2 separate regions of the Gossypium hirsutum genome follow, and region 1 is linked to region 2. The links are chromatin contacts, called in public Hi-C maps. All regions are on one chromosome and are shown on one strand. The core of a region is the stretch at or near the end of the contact, and the rest is flanking DNA. Distances in the headings are between cores, read along the strand shown.

What was found. A called contact is a pair of places that touch in the nucleus more often than the background predicts.
Region 1: a Hi-C map of hypocotyl shows a contact between it and region 2, with 5 times the contacts expected there. The contact joins the promoter of LOC107943707 here to the enhancer-like site in region 2. A contact is called at or near these places in 20 of 34 Hi-C or Micro-C datasets (anther, callus, cotyledon and 4 more).

What each region holds. Positions count from the first base shown.
Region 1 is chrA03:100,912,528-100,916,105 of Gossypium_hirsutum_v2.1, forward strand. It overlaps LOC107943707, which reads left to right and starts at 1,296. Exons shown (of 3, transcript XM_016877486.2): 1 at 1,296-1,940; 2 at 2,098-2,213; 3 at 2,498-2,850. The coding sequence starts at 1,679. The coding sequence ends at 2,614.
Region 2 is chrA03:100,872,039-100,875,648 of Gossypium_hirsutum_v2.1, forward strand. It overlaps LOC121220290 (a long non-coding RNA gene), which reads left to right. Exons shown (of 2, transcript XR_005917548.1): 1 at 1-99; 2 at 561-883. Among protein-coding and RNA genes, the nearest start is that of LOC121220290, 2.5 kb to the left of the region's middle. Within about 2 kb of position 2,118, at least 8 of the 9 cell types and tissues checked have an H3K27ac peak or open chromatin away from gene starts, as enhancers often do. A contact at or near this core is called in cotyledon and hypocotyl, where this site is marked.

The sequences.
Region 1 (3,578 bases), core at 46-2,545, 40 kb after region 2:
ATTAGATATCACTTTGCGTTTACTTGAATTACAATGGACTGGGCAACTTTTCAAAAAATTGTGCTTACTGTTTCTGTATTCCTTGCAAAAAAAAGTGGGTGCCTTTTTAGTGTCTAGGGTCACTTTTGCTTCATATATGAAAATTTGTTGAATTAATAATGAAGTGATAAAAAAATGGTTAAAAGAAGTCTTTATAAATTTGAAATTAGTTTTTTTATTTTCAGAAATTTAATTATTTCATTTTTTTATATTTTAAAAGTTAAGTTCAATTGTTAATATTATTTAATGTGTTAGTATGATAATTTGACCTAAAAATAATATAATTAAAAAATGGCATTATAATAAATTTAAAAACAAAATAATTTTAATATTATTAATAATAGTTTAACTTAAATTTTGAAATTTTAAAAAAATAAAAAATAAAAATTTTAAAATAAAAATAGTAAAACTGTGAACTTTAAATTTACATATTTTAAAAAAGAAATTCAACATCAAAATTTACATTATCTTCGGTTCCATCTTGAGCATCTCCTACTTTTCTTTTTCTTTTATAAAAGATTTTGATAAATATATTTTAGAACAACCGGATAAGGATGAAAGGTAGTTCAAGAAGATTCAAAGTTTTGCTTTTGTTTTGGTAAAAATTAATGAAAAAATTATTTGATATATAAATTTAGCTTTAATATTTAGTTTGATATCTGAATTCTTTTTAAAATTGGGTACTTGAGTTTGGTTTAATATTTAATTTGATATCTAAACCAAACAACCCATTAAATGTTTAATATATTTACTCTATAGTAAAATAACACGTGCTTAATTGAAAAAAAAATAAAATTCAAGTATTAAGTTGAACATCAAATAAAAAATTGGGTACTTGAATGAGACAAAAAAATTAATATTAAATTTAAAAAATTTATATATCAAAATGAATCTTAAAATATACTAAATTAAATATTAAAACTAAATTTAAATACCAAATAATATATATAGTACGGTTAAAAAAAGCAAGCAGCATTGGAGTTGGGGATTTGGACGAAAGCCTAAAGGGTAAAAACCTATGGAGCTAGGCACAACCATGCTAAGGTGGTGCAGGTGGTGGTGGTGGGGTTGTCATTTTCTGGCCATGCCAAAAGGAATCACCATGGCATGCTTAGTTGTTAGCACTTACCTTTACTTAGGCTTAGGGTTATGCTTGTTACCAAAAAAATTTACCACTACATCCAATAGGCATGGGTTAGACATATGCTAATCTATATTTTAAATACATATTTTGGATGTATGTGCCCTCTCAAGTTCAACCCTTGACCCCGTCGACCTATGCCTACTACTACTTCCCAAACTCGTAACATTGTTTCTCCACGTGGAGGTCGTGCCGCTTTCCGAGGCCTAGTTCGTCATGCCTTAAAGTTGTCAATTTATATTATAACATTAATTAGTAACAATCATAATCTAATAACAACCCCTTTTTTATTTTTTATTATCTTATATCAATAATTATGCTGTTTTTGAAATGAGGGACGGCCTGCTTCAGCCAGTCTCTTATTTGTATACATGCATAGGTAGGGTGGTGGGGAGAGCTGTATAGAAAAAGACTGCTGTTTTAGTGTTTTACTTAACCTCATCCCTCCTTTCTTCTTTTTATCTTTCATTTCAGTCTTAAATTGAGAGAGACAGAGAGATGGGGAACTGTCAGGCTATAGATGCTGCGGCGTTGGTGATACAACATCCATGTGGGAGGATAGAGAGGTTCTATTGGCCTATTCTTGCAAGTGAAGTGATGAGAATGAATCCAGGCCATTATGTTTCGCTCATCATACCATTGCCTCCCTCTGAGGATGCCAACCAAGACAATAAGGCCGTACGCTTCACTCGTGTCAAGCTTCTTCGTCCTTCTGATACTCTCGCCCTTGGCCATGCTTATCGCCTTGTCACTTCTCAGGGTGCGTGTCGTATTATTATTTTTCACAAGATTATGAGATTTTTCCGCTTCCCCCCCCCCGGAAACCCTGATTATATAGCTTGCTTATATATTTGTTCTTAATTGTTTTTATCAAGAAACTAATACTTGTGTATTGCCTGCTGCTGCCGCTGCTGCAGAGGTTATGGAGGTTCTAAAGGCAAAGAAATATGCAAAAAAGACAAGGCAACACCTGGAATCAAGTGAAAAGTTGCAGCATGAACAAGGGAATAACCTAAGTTCAGAGTCCTACCAAGTATGTCTGCATTCGCCACCTCCTTAGGCTTTATCATTAGTAGTTCATTAGATTTTAGTATTTCAGAATCTGGTATGGGGACAATGACCTCATACGAATATATAAGCTAGCCTTCTAGGCTAGAACGAATTCATAAAGTTCATCAACCCAAAAGGATAGTACCTAAAAGATCTGATCAAGTTCACGAATCCTTAACAAAATCAATTGAAGCAATTTTCATGTTTCATTTAAATCTAGCATTCTCATTCATATTCCTAAATACATGGGCGCTTATTTTCTAACAGTCTCAGGTGACAAAACATGAAAGACGACGCCCAAGGACAGCGCCTGCCAACACTGCTGCAATGAGTTCAAAATCATGGCAGCCTTCATTACAGAGCATCTCTGAGTTTGGAAGCTAATAGTGTTTGTTTTCGGATTTTATTTGTAAAGATAAGATTGGGTTTTGGGAGTGGCAATAAACTACAACTTCACTACGAACCCCCCAAAAACTATATAAAAATATAAATTCACCCGAAGGAATAAAGATGGTAACTTAGATTTCTTATTTGCAATCACAGCTTCCCAAATTGAAATATGTTTCAAGAAATAAAGAACTTGTGCATAGCTTCTGAGTTCAGAAGAGCACGTTGTATCATCATAGCTGATAACAAGTCAAGTCTTCCAATCAACATTTTATACAAAATATTCTAAGCTTGATGAGTTACTACAGTACAAACACGATGATAATATGAAAGAGAATGTTATGAATTATGATGAGAAAATCACTTCGGCGAGTTTTGGTCCGATGTCCTTGCAGCCATAGCTGCTCCAAGTTATGTCAGTCTAGTCTAACTCTTCATTTCTTTCTAGGACCCATACTGAAATTTTTAAAAAATAATAAATAAATTAAAAACATATTCGTATCCTAGGCTCAACCCCAAGTCCGGATAACATAGGCTCTAGGTTTCTTCTTCTCTAAGCAACAATGAACATACCGGTGAAAGGCTCCACCCACAATGTCCCAAGTCCACCATATTCACCGTCCAAGAAATTGTTAAAATACCTATTCTCATCATTAAAAAAAAAAGAGTGAGGTTCACAAAAATTTAAATACTCGTATCAAAACTTGAATCTTCTGAAGGTAGAACCTAATACGGGGCGAAATTGTAACTTTCAAATACTCATATTTAGAGAAATCCTAACATCGGCCGAACATCCACGGAAACAAGAGAGTGAGAGAAGAGTGATTAGTTATTGTCATGCCAGATATTTGTTTTTGGGTCAATTATTGAATTGAGTTATTTAGAAGAGGACATTCTTGATAAAGGCTATAAAACAATCCAAACAAGGCAATTATAAAATGATCTGGATTGATAAGTTTGA
Region 2 (3,610 bases), core at 868-3,367:
AGGGGAGCATTTGAGTCATAAAATCAATTTACAGCCTTAAAATCTCTCCCCTGTTTTCAATTTCAACGAAACAAAGAAGATCCATGGTGAATTTATAAAGTAAGATCTCTTCTCTCGCTTTACCTTTTATTTTAAAATACAATATTGAAAGGTTGAATAGGAAAATGAAACGATTCAATCGGAAGAAAAAAAAACTAAAAGCCAATAAAAAAAACTGAAAATCACATCTATAAATCTACTCTCGAAATACTTTTTCCAGTATTTAGTGTGCGTATGTAGGTGTATATTCTCTATGCATAATCTCTTCTTTTTTTCTTTTATGCGAAGGGATTTTGTGGTGAAATGAAGAAAGAAAAATGAATTGAAACACTGGAAAATGCAATCTAAAATTACCTTAGTTTTTCATTGCTTTTTCCTCTTTTTTTAATATTTCGTGATCCCCTTTTACATCATTCCTCTGGCTTTTTATAGCCGAATAAAGAGAAATAAATAAAAAGTAAATAAAAAAGAAAATGCAATGGCCTTTGCTGTCAATTGCTGTAGTTGTTAATCCGTTGCAGGTGTGGATGGCGCGATGCTGCTGACATGGCGAGGCCACTCGTGAGGCGTGATGCGAAGGCTTCCAAAAGCTTCACTGTTTGGGGCTGCTGTGGTGCTTGCAGCGCATGGGAATGGTAGCTTGGTGGCCTAGGGTTTCCACTTTCTAAAAATATTTAATGGGCTATGTTTTTAGGTTAGGTTATTGGGGTATGTAATGGGTTAGGATTAGGGTTAATTTAGGTTTGGACCTTATTGTAAAATGAGTGTAAAATTTGGGCTTCAATTGTATGTGGGCTGAATGTAAATTTGGACTATGGACATTTATTGGATTTTTATTTTGCGATTTTTGGTTTTTTAATTTCTGATTTTTTTTTAAATTTTAACGGGCCCGGGCGAAATAGGCCTATTACAATAGAGATACAATCTTTTCATCCGACCCATATGCAATCTGAAAAACCAACAGATTCAATGCGATGAGAAAAATCCAAACCCAATTTACCAATAATAGAATTAGCTTTTGCGCCACTAACTCTAAGTTCTAATAAGCACACAATGTCCGGATTGTGCTCTAAATTATACTTACGGAAGGCATGGATAAACTTACTACTTGCACACCCTCGACAATTCCAAGAAAAGATTGAAATATTAAAGTCCATAAAAAAATAATTAAACTAGAAAATACCAAAACGAATAAAAATTTCAAAACAATCACCAGGCAAAAATTAACAAAACAAAATTAGATTGTTTTACCGTCCCTGGTATCACCTATACCAGGGTCCACTTTCTGAACATTCGTGATAGACTGAGCCAGCTTGGACATAGAGTCTCTCAAGGGGATTTTGGAAGAATTTTTAATTTTAAGAAAATTCCCTTTCCCATGCGAGACTTTATTAATTTTCCTTGTGGCCCGAAATCCACCATCTTTGCTTCTCCTTAATTTCCCTGTGGTCTAAATTTTGCTAGCATCAAGATCCTGCAAGGAGATTTTTCCCATGTTACTATTATCAGCTGCCTCCTTTTCTTTAAACAAGACCGAAGTATGGCTGTTGCTATTCAAGCCTTCAGAAATGTTAACACTCTGAATTTCAATTAATTCTGGCACTGCATCAACAGTTTTAAAAGTAATATTAGTATCTTCAATATTATTCTCCCCCTGGTCAACAAACATAGGGTTAATGCACGAGAAATTCACAGGCATATTATTTAAATTTGAACTTTACAAACTATGAAAATCCACATTATCCGAAGAATTAAATTCTAAAATAAAAGGTTGCTTAGAACTTCCTGGGTCATTTTGCGTAGGGCCCAACGCTTGATTCTTTGAGCCCTCAAGAGTACTGGCCTGGATCACGTTAGCCAATTTAGGATCTTCAGCCCGCTCGCCAATATTTGAACCAACAGCTCGTAAAGCCGAGCCCACCATTGGCCTATTAATATCTGAGTCTGCTATAATAGCATTAGGCAGCCCATTTTCCAGAATAATTCCCCCCAACCGACTGCTCTTATTACCTTTAGGGTTATCTCGAAAGCTAAACTGCTATTTCTTTCCAAAATCAGTAGTCTTCAATTTCCCCTGAAAATCAGCCCCTATTCTTTTATCCCCTTTATCCTGCTCCTTTCCCAAATTGGACTCACCTTCCATACTAGTCAAAGCGCCAAATCGGGAACCCGATTTACGTTTTTCCTTATTCTCTATTCTGAAAGAACCATTATTCCGAGAATTTCGCCTGCTTTTACGTTCGACCAACATCCATGGTCCGTAAGCAGTGGTATCTTCTCTTTTCTTCGACGCCACCAGATCAGCCCTCATCGTCTACTCCTCCGGTCTAGGTTCTGATTGCATCATAGTACAGAGTTCCTTGGTATGTCCATACTTCCTGCATGAGAAACAGATGGTCGGCAACGCTTCATATTCAACTTTTTGAATTCTGCCATTCACGAGAACTTGAGCAACCAAGGGTCTATCCAAATTTATGTAGGCTGCTAACCTGGCGAACCTGCCTCTAGTCCTGCTGTCAGTATTAAAGTCAAGCGAACCACTTTCCCAATGGTACTTCCGATAGCCTCGATAATTTTCTTCTTGTATAAATAACCTGGAAGACCAGGTAGTCTAATCCATGCCAACACTAAGCTTGGGTATGGTTGTGAAGGACAAAACTCCTTTGTCCAGGGTTGAACTGTTAAGTATTGCCCATACACCATCCAAGGACCCTGCGCCAAAGCTTTAGTGTAATCATCGAAAGATTGGAACTTAGCCAAAAAGTACCCATTTTCAATATCCATGAGATGGAATGCCTTGGCAGTGTTCCAAAGACTGCTAATTCGATTATTAAGTGCCCCATAACCAATGTTTCTTCCTAGTAATTTTAAGATTACCGTGAGTTCCATCTCTTTGAATAACATTTTTTTGAATCCTTTCTGAGAAGCCAATGGAAGGAATACCATTAACAATAGATTTGTGGATGTCTCCTTCTAAGAATTCAAGATCTTCATCAGCATCTAGACTAGGAGGACCCAACTTACCAACGTCAATCGCTCCAGAATTGGTTCCTAGAAGTTTATCCTTCCAGGATAACTTTGGGCTCGATCCAAGATCCTCCACCATCTTAGTGTCTTCTTCTTCGATACCTTCTTTGAACCGCACTTTCTTAGTCATACGATCAGAATCCGATCTAGAACCATCGCCATCGCCTACTGCCAGAGTGGAGGAAACGTTGTCGGGGATCAGAGAAAGTTTTTCCATTTTTTATATTAATTACTTTTTTAAATATGATTTTTGAGTAAGTTTACTGATTGAGTTACATTAACTTAAACCATTAATTTAAATTTATAATTTAAAATTAAGTGGGTTTGATTAAATTGAAAGTGAGTTGTAAACAAGAATAAAACTCTTCCACCAAATTCAAACCTCAAAGATTAACTCTTTATTGCTGAACCTAAATGATTATACTTTAGTTCTACTATGCTTAAAATTTTTTGACTTAATAATGGTACAATTGTTATTGCATGGGCAAATAATTAGCGTTGATTTGGAAAACTTATTACTTGCCACTTTTCATAAGAGTTTCCA